Regions from separate parts of the Sus scrofa genome. Here region 2 is linked to region 1. A link is a contact called in public Hi-C data. All regions are on one chromosome and are shown on one strand. The core of a region is the stretch at or near the end of the contact, and the rest is flanking DNA. Distances in the headings are between cores, read along the strand shown. Region 1 overlaps ZNF608 (zinc finger protein 608). Region 2 overlaps LOC102158243 (a long non-coding RNA gene).

Region 1 (4,918 bases), core at 253-2,752:
GCTGCTGTATTTTATTGAAATATATTTATATAAATATATATATTCCCCCCAACCCCCCAAAAAAAACCTAGCCTAACTTAAAAGCAATTTGTTTTATGATCATGTTTAAAATTACTTCCTAAACATCTCCATGTGATTTTTTTTCCATTATACTATTGGTACCCCAAAATGTCTATAATGATACCCGTGAACTATGAACCTTGCTAAAATATCAGTACTGATTATTTAAAAGAAGTAAAGCCCCTTTTTCGTTAGTGTTATTTGAGTTCTAATGACCTTTTTTTATTTTTATTTTTTAAGTTGTATCTTGGGCTGTCACACTTCATGGATGCTGAGCCTTGTGTCAGATCCTTGGTCAGTGACAGTACTGTCCCCATCCACGTGTGTGGTGCAGGCTCCCCTGCCCGTGTGTGGGACAGCATGTCTGTGTTCCTGGAGGTGCCTTATACAAGCCTTATTCCTGTTCCCTCTTTTTCCCCACAAGACGTCTTCACAGGCCATTGTATTTTCTAGAAGCGGGGCAGGATAATGTTACTAGGGAAGCGAGAAAAGAAAAGCAGCGAGAGCTTCTTTGCGCTGCCCAGTCAACTGGATATCGACCACCTGTCTTCACGGGAAAGAAATAGATGGCAGTGAATAAGCGAGAGTCTAGTTTTCCAAGAAGCTCAATGATTTTCCCAAATCAATACAGCTCATCAGGCCTCAGAACAAAGGCTGAGGGGGAGGTGACAGTGATGGAAGTAGCTCTGTGTTCTTTTGTGTATTAAACCATAAGGCCCATGGGGAAACAAGCTTTCTTTAGCCAGGTTTTTAACCACTCCCCCCCGCCTCCTTTTGGGGCTTATTCAGTATATTTAGGAGGGAAAATCCTTTCAGGCCTTTTTTAAAAAAAAAAGATTTCCATAGATTGTATTTTGGAGATGTTCTTTTGAAAGAGATAAGCACAGTCAAGTAAGAAAGAGTACCGTCTTTTGCCCTGTAGATTAGAACAGCATTCTCCCATTGCTTTTGCGTATTGGTTTAGCATATTTATTTATTTGGGTTAAGACCTTTTTTTTGTCATCTATGGACAGGCTTGAGATGAACCGGAGAGTCATGTCTCAGTGTCCAGATTATCCCCCAGCAAACTATCCTCCCATAAACGAACCCTGTTCCTAAAAGTCCTGAAAAGAACACCAGATCCTACCAGGAATGCTGAACTGTCATCAGAGAGATTATAATTAACGTAGATAGAGTGGTGCCAACAGTTTCCAGCCGCCGACAGAGAACATCTATCCAAACCAGCAATTTTTAGCCCTTCAGTCCTTTAATCTGTAAGCTCCCTGTGCTTCCCTAAAGCAGTGCATTAACACCAGTGCGGTGTGTCTCTGGGGTTTATGACTGGGGTGGCGGCACACTAGGGCCGAGAGTGTTTCATTACACTCCCCTTGTTAGTGCCGCCCTATCTCCCAACTCCACTGCCTACACTATTTGTTCAGATAAAGCCCAGTGTTCAGGGTGACTAATCGCAGCCCTGTGTTCCAGATGGTTTGATTACAGGATGTGGTTAAAGTGACTCTTCAAACATCCAGCCCAGCAGTAGAGCGCCTTTAAAAAAAAAGAAAAAGAAAAAGAAAGAAAGAAAGCAAAAAGAAACAAAAAACCCACTGCATTTTCTGGTCATGTGACAACACTTACTTTTCTGGTCTTGGTGCTCCGGGTAGCCTCAGCAGAGGTAATAAGAAAGTCCTTCTGCTTTTTGGCTGTCAGGAACTTCATTGGCAACCCAGGTGTGAATTTAAAATCCCCCTCCCCCCCCAGGACTAATAGCAAACTCGGTTTTGTCCTTTGAACAAAGACCTGTCTCAAGGTTAGAAGTCAGAAAAATGAACAAGTGTTCTTATACACGACTCTGCTTTTTTAAAAGTACCAGCACTGGAAACAACCAAACCACAGCAAGAGAATATAGGAGGGAGTTCAGAACAGAGGAATGGTGATAAATCATACCTGGTACAATAGTCATGTTGTATAAAAAATACAGAGTAATACGATCTCCTAAATATATGAACTTCATCCTGTACTCATGAAACGGCATATGGTGGCATTTTTATTGTCCCTAATATTTCTGTGAGAAAAAAATATATCAAAGGCAAGAAACGTGTAAACTTAAGAAAAAAAGAAAACGACAAAAGGCATCGTGGCATAAATGGGTTCCATCTCGGTGTTATTAGAGGGAGGTTTCTGTTTTCCGCATGAGCGCTCACCAAGTCCGTCCAGATGTGGCAGTCTGAATAAAAGTGCAAAAGAGAAAAAAACCCTCTGTCTGATTCCAAACTCGGCATTTGCAATGCTTGGCAAAGACTTCTGTCCCAGGGATGAGGCACTTTAAAGACTCTGAAAGAAGTCTTTAAACCGTAGTATAAACAGAGTTATGCTGATCCACTGGGAAATCAGGCATGTGCCCAGTTCTTGAGGAAACATCTTCACAAATACCAGAAACAGTAATTCATAAACCATATTTATAACATCTTTGGAGCGAAATCTCTCCGTGGAGAATTTCTATCGTCTGTAAGCTAGTGGGAGATGATGCTTACTGAAAAAGTAGGGTAATAGTGAATAGAAGGCACTGAGGAGGATGCAAGTTTTGATTCTCTTCTGGCACCATCTAGTAGCTCCAGGGTGTTGAGTGAACTCCCATGGGTGCTGGGCACTGTGCTCACAGGTGCTGTGGGTGCAGACGCTGCTCCTGTTTTCAAGCAGTGTCGTCTCGATGGAAGAGACCAGCCTCTTGTGTGTGTGTGAGTGGAGTAAGGTGTTAAAGGGACCATGTGCTTTTAAGACAGTCTCAGCAGTGGCCAAACAGTAAGTATTTGCTGCTCCCCTAATAGACTGAATTCGGTCTTCTGGTAGATGGGGTTCTCCTCGTTATGGGGTCCCAGGTGAAGGCGACTCTGCCATCTTCTTGTGGGCTTTAGGTCACAGACGTCTCCATCCCAACCAGCCAGAAAGAGGAAGAGATTAGAAGAATATGCACCTGTCGGTTCACTGGCCTTTCCCAGAACCGAGGGACACGGCCATGTGTGACAGGGAGGGAAGCGGAGAAAACGTCTAGCTGTGGACTCAGAGGGAGACCAAGAACTCTGGGGCACAGCCCTTGGGGAGAAGATGTGTGGAGAACAGGGGGGACCCGGGAGGGAGTGGCCATTTTTTGGTGGTGTGCATGCTGCGTGTATCTGGAAAGGAGTCATGGACGACGTAACGTGAGACTTGAGCTTTGTTTGATCCCCATTCATGAGGGGTCTTTAACTTGCCTTGGGGAGTTGGATGAGGCTGTCTTGAAGGGTTTTTTGGTTTGTTTATTTTCCAGGAGAATTAAAAGTGTGATCTCAAGAATCACTTTGCTGTATGGCCGAAATTAACACAACATTGTAAATAAACTGTACTTCAAGCAAAGAAAAAAAATAAAAAGAGTGCTGGTAGAAACTTGTTTATGCTGGAGGGTACAAAGGAGGGCACCTGGAGGTGACATGGTTGTTGTCCTTGGTTGGGTGAAAGGCTGTTACACGAACTATCTGCAGGGTATCAGAAGGCACAGCCAGGACCTAGGTATTCAGCCAGATTTTCGTTCAGAACCTGGAACAACCTTTTAAGCAGATGACTGGGAAATAACAAGGGCAGTCCTGGGTACTGGTGAGAGCCCCCCATAGCCCCATCGGAGGAAGCAGAAGGGTGTGTGGACCTTGCAGCAATGCCTTGTCTCTGTTTAATAGCTCTTAGATCTTTGTACCCATGGTAGTCCTCTCAGCCTTTAGTCCCTTGTGACCTACGGGTTTCTACTCTTATTATTAACTTTCCTTTCTCTCTTAACTAGCTCAGATTCCTAAAGCAAGTCTATGTTTAGTTACCTCTGCTTCAGTTGCCCCTCATTGGAAGAGTCAGATGGGACCAGAATTAGGTTTACTGGTGTAGGAGCCTAGTCGCCTAAGCCTCTCTGAGCAGGGGTGATGGGCAGGGAAGGTACTGTGAAAGCCTCTGGGTCTAGTTTCATGAGATGAATGAAAGGACCTACGCCTGGTATGGGTAATATGGGCAAACTGTACTTCCACTTCTGGAATACAGGGTATGCCTGTCTTCTATTACAAGTTTGCAAACTCTTAAAAAGTATAGAGTTTGGGTGGAGTTACAGGCAAAACGTGGATTCTGTAGCCCCAAATAGGTTCCTCGAGTTGTATACCCTGTAGATGCATAGTAAATGCTTAACAGGCCTGACCACCTCTTTGGGAACACCTAACTGCTAAGTATGGACAAGAGGAAATAAGAGTTAGCAAGCTCTGAAGTGGATTAAGTGTCCTGAAGGTATTATGCTTTGTGGGGTGGCAACTTAGATTATGTATCAGTTTCTAAGACATAGCTTTAATACAAAGAAGAAAACTGTATAGTGAGCACACAAATCATTCACTGCTCTCTTCGGATGTATTCTTACTTATTGGTATTAATCTTCAGATATTTTTCAAGTATGGAATGTTACAGGGCAGGCATGATTAGCATTTTGAGAAAGACTATGCCCAGTCTGTAGGTGGAAAGGGAAGATAATAAATCTGATAGGACACTTGAGAAGATAAAGACGAAAAGAACTTGTTATAGAATGTCCCCAGTACTTTGCTCATTGGCCAGATGTTTGAAAGAATTAATGTGAAGAAAAAGTAAATAAAAGTAAAAAAATAGGTAAATCTTTTTTTTTTTTTTGCCATTTCTTGGGCCGCTCCCATGGCATATGGAGGTTCCCAGACTAGGGGTTGAATCGGAGCTGTAGCCGCTGGCCTACACTAGAGCCACAGCAACGCAGGATCTGAGCCACATCTGCAACCTACACCACAGCTCACGGCAACGCTGGATCCCTAACCCACTGAGCAAGGCCAGGGATCGAACCCACAACCTC
Region 2 (5,041 bases), core at 236-2,735, 670 kb before region 1:
AGAGACTTTTATCAATGCATGAAAAACCATAGTAATTTTGCATTCAGGTGACATATGAAACTTATCCTTGTAACAGCACTAGCCTGAGACAAACCCGGCCCCATTCTGCTTCATTTTTAATGCACACTGTTTGGGTTTTATCACATGGTTTGTGTTCAGTTAGATAGCTTGCCTCGATAAAATCTGACTCTGACCCAGAAAAAAAAAAAGGTGGGGGGGGGGAGAGAGAAAGACAGAGAGAGATGGCTCCTGATGCCTGCATAAGCTTTTGCAGGCTCTGTGACCTGTTTATGTCAATGGTAAAGTGTAAGAGATTACTATCACAGAACCCCATCATCTTCTGGGATCTAAAAAATACAGAAAGCTCTCAAGGACCCCGATCCGCCTTTGTCACCACAAAGCCCTTCGGTGCTGTAAATCTGTCCTCATTGGAAGCTCTTATACACCAGCCGTCACCGATAAGCTTGGGAGAAGCAGACAAGCTTTTAGGAACTACTGAACCATGAAGTTGACCTGCTTAGGGTTTTGTTGTAGGCTATTAAATCCAGGATGGCCGTTTTAAGATGATTCTACTTTCTTCTTCCCTTGGCCTGGTTAAGCAACTCTACCCCCAGCTCATTATTTGGCTGATTAAAAAAATAAGAAAAAGAATAGAACAACCTGCTGTTTGAGAAGACGACCTTCACACATCCATTTAATGAGAGTGACTTACGCTGACGTCGTTTATGGGCTCAAGCAACTTGACACTAATTTCGCAGCTAAGAAAAGATTTACTAACTGTACATACTGCTCTGTTTTTGTTGGCATGGGTACCATGATTCTTTTCTCCAAAAACAGGCCCAAAATCTTTTGTAAACATGCATTATTTGGTTAACACATTGTAAATGGATCCCAGTTGTGTGGCACAAGCGCTCTTCACTATTATGTAAACAATTATTCACTGAAAGGCTTGCTTTAAATTGTAAATGAATATATTTCGGCTGTAATGTTACTTTCAGGCCTGCCCAGTGGTATAAATCTGGTCATTTGTTTTTTGCACTCTGCCTATTACTAACCAGTTAGAAATGTGCTGATTATTTGCACAAGCCTTTCACACTGCGAGCACAGTTAAATTGCTGTTTTATTTTTCCTGTGTTTGATGAGTGTTAACAAGAGCGCCATTTGAGGAAACCCAAACCAAATACAGCTCTTTAATTGGGGCTGGGGGTGTTTGGGAAAAGCCACCCGGTGAGTAATTCTACTGTTTAAGGCTTGAAAGTTCACCTACCCCACCATAGACTCAAGGCAAGACTAATTAAAGGGGGCTGACAAAAATTCAGTGCCTTTCTCAGGCAACCCAAAGAGCTTGAAATATGGTACATCCAGTTATAGGGAAGTAGATTTACTTGGTGATCTCATTCCCAGCTCTCTCTTTTCAATGCCTGCATTGCCAAGCAGCTCCATGTTTGGGTTAGGTGATTTGGCATTCTGTATCCCTCAGAGGAAGCACAATTTAGAGATTAAACAATATGGTGCTTTCATTGGGCAATGACTTGCCTTTGAAGAGTCTGCTCAGGAGCTGATGAAAGTTCCAGCTGACTCAAAGAGCTTTGTCTTCTCTCTTGTTTTTTTTTCCCCCCTAAACAGTCAATGATTCATTTTAAAAGTTTCCCCATCCCTTGTAGTTTAATGGCATTTCAGTAATGTGCTGATCTGCAAGGCTCTGGAGACAAAAATATGATGACCTCAGATGATCTCCTTGGTGTGAAGCAGAACAAGCATTGTAAGTTTATCTAGCTCCTTTGATAGAGCTGCAAAACTATACTGGCACTGCCTTAGATAGTGCTGACCTGAGATCAAGCCTAGGATAATGGAAAGTGCCCCAGGTTCTAGCCCCGGATTTGTCCCTAACTAGTTCAGTGACTTCGGATGCTCATTTTCATCTCTGTGAGCCTTACCTGTGACATGATAAGATGAGGCAGCATGAACATTATTGTTGTTCCAAAACTAAAATTCTAGGATGCCTGGGGTGCATAATTCTGACTGCCTTTTTGCATCCATAATTAAAGATAAGGGAGACTCAATGGTCAAATTATATGGGCTTTATTAGATAAAGATGAGGCTCTTTGTTTCCATATTGAATATTAAAAAAGGAAATCTGTAGTTTCCTTGTTACTGCAAATGTTGTAGAGTTAATATGAAATAGGTACACTTTCCTCAATACACATCCTTTGAAGCCACACATGCTTGTGCTATCCTTAAGTAAACCACATGAGTCATACATTTTAGATCTAAAATAGTTGATACTTGTATTCTTTCCAGTTTATTTCATATACTCTCTCCTTCAGTGATCAGGATTCGAGCTACCGTTTTCTTCCCGATGTGCTATTTATTTAGGTGTTCTGTTTTACATATTGAATTCCATTTAGGTGAAAGTATGAAAGCAATGGGCACATCGATATATATTTCTGTGAAAATAAACATATAGGCGCCTCCCCCATCTGAAACTTTCTCTTCTCTGGATATTGATTCAGGTTATCATTCATGACAACTGGAACCATAAGCTTTAAGTACAAAAAGCCCATCTAAGAACTATTATTATCACTTTTGCTATAGTGGCAAATATAGGATTTATTCCATTCTTTTGCTGCGCTAAACAGTTTTCTAAATAAGAAGCAGACACACTCCTGAGTATTTCTCTTACCCATTCTATATGTTATGTGTGAAAGTCCACAGAGAAAACGGAATTATTTTTGAATCACATTTGTTTTAGTTAGAAAGTACACTGAATTTTTTTTCAATGTGTGCTTCTTAGGTAGTCCTGAATCCTGAGACTTGGTTCATGTTAAAATTTAGATGCTAGAACAAACTAAGTAGTAGCAATGCCTCCTTTCATCACTCTTCCCATCCACCATGCCTTTCATTCAGTGCTTCCTAGAAAAATAGATATTTCATTATTCACTGTTTCTTTGTCCATGTCTGACCCTGCCAGGCAGACAACTGGCTGTCGTGATTTTACTTTTCAGCTCTCCACTTTATAACCCAGTGTCTAGCAATACCCCATTCAGAAGAGGGAACCATTTATTTCAGGCCAAATGTGTAGAGTATTGATAAAGTCAGCTTAAAGCTGAAATATGTATAGAGCCGCTCACTGTGACCTTCTCAACATAATGAGGAGGGAAAAGTATTTCTGGTCTCTGCTGAGATTTTGGCTCTTTAGTCAAAAATAGACTTGGTCTGACTAATTCTTTTCTATCAAATAAATGTTCATGTTTGTTGTAACAAATGGTCACCTAGATACCTGAAAGAATTCAAGTTTTTCCATTATTATGCTGCATGGGCTCAAGAAATTCAAATATTCTTATATATAGTCTAGCTATGCCTGAGTTGAGACTTTTCTATTATTGTCAACTCACCAACATAATCCAGTCGGGAACCATGCTGTACCACGTTCCTGAGCAGACAGAATACACTTCCCTTGACCTGGATCTCAGAGGATGTCCAGCTGCTTTAAAAGTTTTTACAATAAAGGTCACAGGGCCTTGATTGATGTGTTCCTTTTCCATTACTTAACCTCTAAACACTTTGAAGGTAGAGAATTTACATTCCTTGTCTCTCTAGTCTGAGATCTAGCCCAGTGTCTCACATTTAGTTAGTATTCAGCAAATGTTTGTTGACATAAGTAATTTTGGCATCCTGAACATGCATGTATCCTTTCCTGCTCTAAGGTGGTAAATACAAGTCATGTAATCATCCATGTATGTAACTGACATGTGTAGGCAATGTTCATTTCTGCTTATAGAATGTCCTGTTTGTGAGATTATTTGAACGTGGACACAAGTTCAGAGGGTACAATGTCATTCATATTGCAAAAATGAAGACTTCCTGAAAATACAGTTAAAATAATACACCTACTTCAGGGGGAGGGAAGATTGTAAACCACAAGCAAAGAAATGAATCTCAGCCTTTAGGAGAGTTCTAGTCTTGAAAATGTCTTTCTATTATTGTGACCTAGAATGTGATTTTCTGCATCAACTTGTGCAAGAACCTATAGCTGCACGTTTTGCTTTTAGACTTGTTGGTGTGAGGACTTAGAACTTAAAGATCCCTTATTTAAAGAGGACCAGGAAGAGAATGATTTAGTGGCCATCATCCTATATTATTTCACTTTTTTAAAACATGCATATATTAGTTTTTATAAAAACAATAAAGCTATTTTGAAAAAGAAAACTGAATGTGCCATTCTTTCAAATGTAGTATGACACCAAGCCCAGACAAGGAACGGGGAGAGGCAACCCTGCAGATCGATGCTACTGCTCTGCTGAATCTTGAAGGATAAGGGAATCTAGCCTAGAGAAAGGAAGCAAGATTCATTTCAGGCAGAGGGAAGAGCATATGTTTTTCCATGGCTTTGAGTTTAAATCATCCCACATTAGAAATAGAAATGCCTTTCCTGACTACAGTCCAAATGTCATTTATATTTTATGGAAACAATTAATAATTTAAGAAAATCTCTACCTTCTCCTTCAAAAAAAGTATTTACTTCTTTTAAATGGAAGTGTGAGATTTATAATAAAGCGAATAATAAAACAGCTATTATAGCTCAGTTTGACTTCGTTAATTTTAATTTCTGAGGGTATTTAATCTTGTTTATTTGTTCTTCTATTCAATACAATTTTATTGAGTCCATGTACACCTTCTCTAAAGACTGTGAAGGCTATTGGCAATACAGGGATGAAAAAAAAATGTGGCCTCGTGCTCTCATGATGCTTATAGATTTTTGAAGCCATTTCCTCAAGCATCATGAGAAGTGAATGGTTCTAGAATTCTAGAAGACAATCTCCAGGAAGTGGGTACTCATTTATTACTTTTTTTTTTTTCTGCATAACAAATTACCACAAAACTTAGTATCTTAAAACAACAATAATCATTTATTCTTTTAGTTTCTTTGGGTCAGGAATTTCAGAGCAGCTTTGCTGGGCTGTTTTGTTTGGGGATCTCTGACACATTTCAGGCAGATGTCAGCTGGGCTGCAGTCTTCTGAAAATGAAAAGAGGCTGTA

What was found. Hi-C and Micro-C count contacts between places; a contact is called where the count stands out from the background.
Region 2: a contact with region 1 is called in a Hi-C map of embryonic fibroblasts, with 2.4 times the contacts expected there. The contact joins two enhancer-like sites. A contact is called at or near these places in 2 of 47 Hi-C or Micro-C datasets (embryonic fibroblasts and fibroblasts) and 1 of 2 datasets of contacts at active chromatin or transcription factors (skeletal muscle).

Annotation. Positions count from the first base shown.
Region 1 is chr2:128,062,310-128,067,227 of Sscrofa11.1, reverse strand. All of the region lies in intron 3 of ZNF608 (zinc finger protein 608), which reads left to right. Among named protein-coding and RNA genes, the nearest start is that of ZNF608, 92 kb to the left of the region's middle. Within about 2 kb of position 1,502, at least 39 of the 83 cell types and tissues checked have an H3K27ac peak or open chromatin away from gene starts, as enhancers often do. A contact at or near this core is called in embryonic fibroblasts, where this site is marked.
Region 2 is chr2:128,732,530-128,737,570 of Sscrofa11.1, reverse strand. The region is part of intron 9 of LOC102158243 (a long non-coding RNA gene); the gene reads left to right. Among named protein-coding and RNA genes, the nearest start is that of ZNF608, 580 kb to the right of the region's middle. Within about 2 kb of position 1,485, at least 7 of the 83 cell types and tissues checked have an H3K27ac peak or open chromatin away from gene starts, as enhancers often do. A contact at or near this core is called in embryonic fibroblasts, where this site is marked.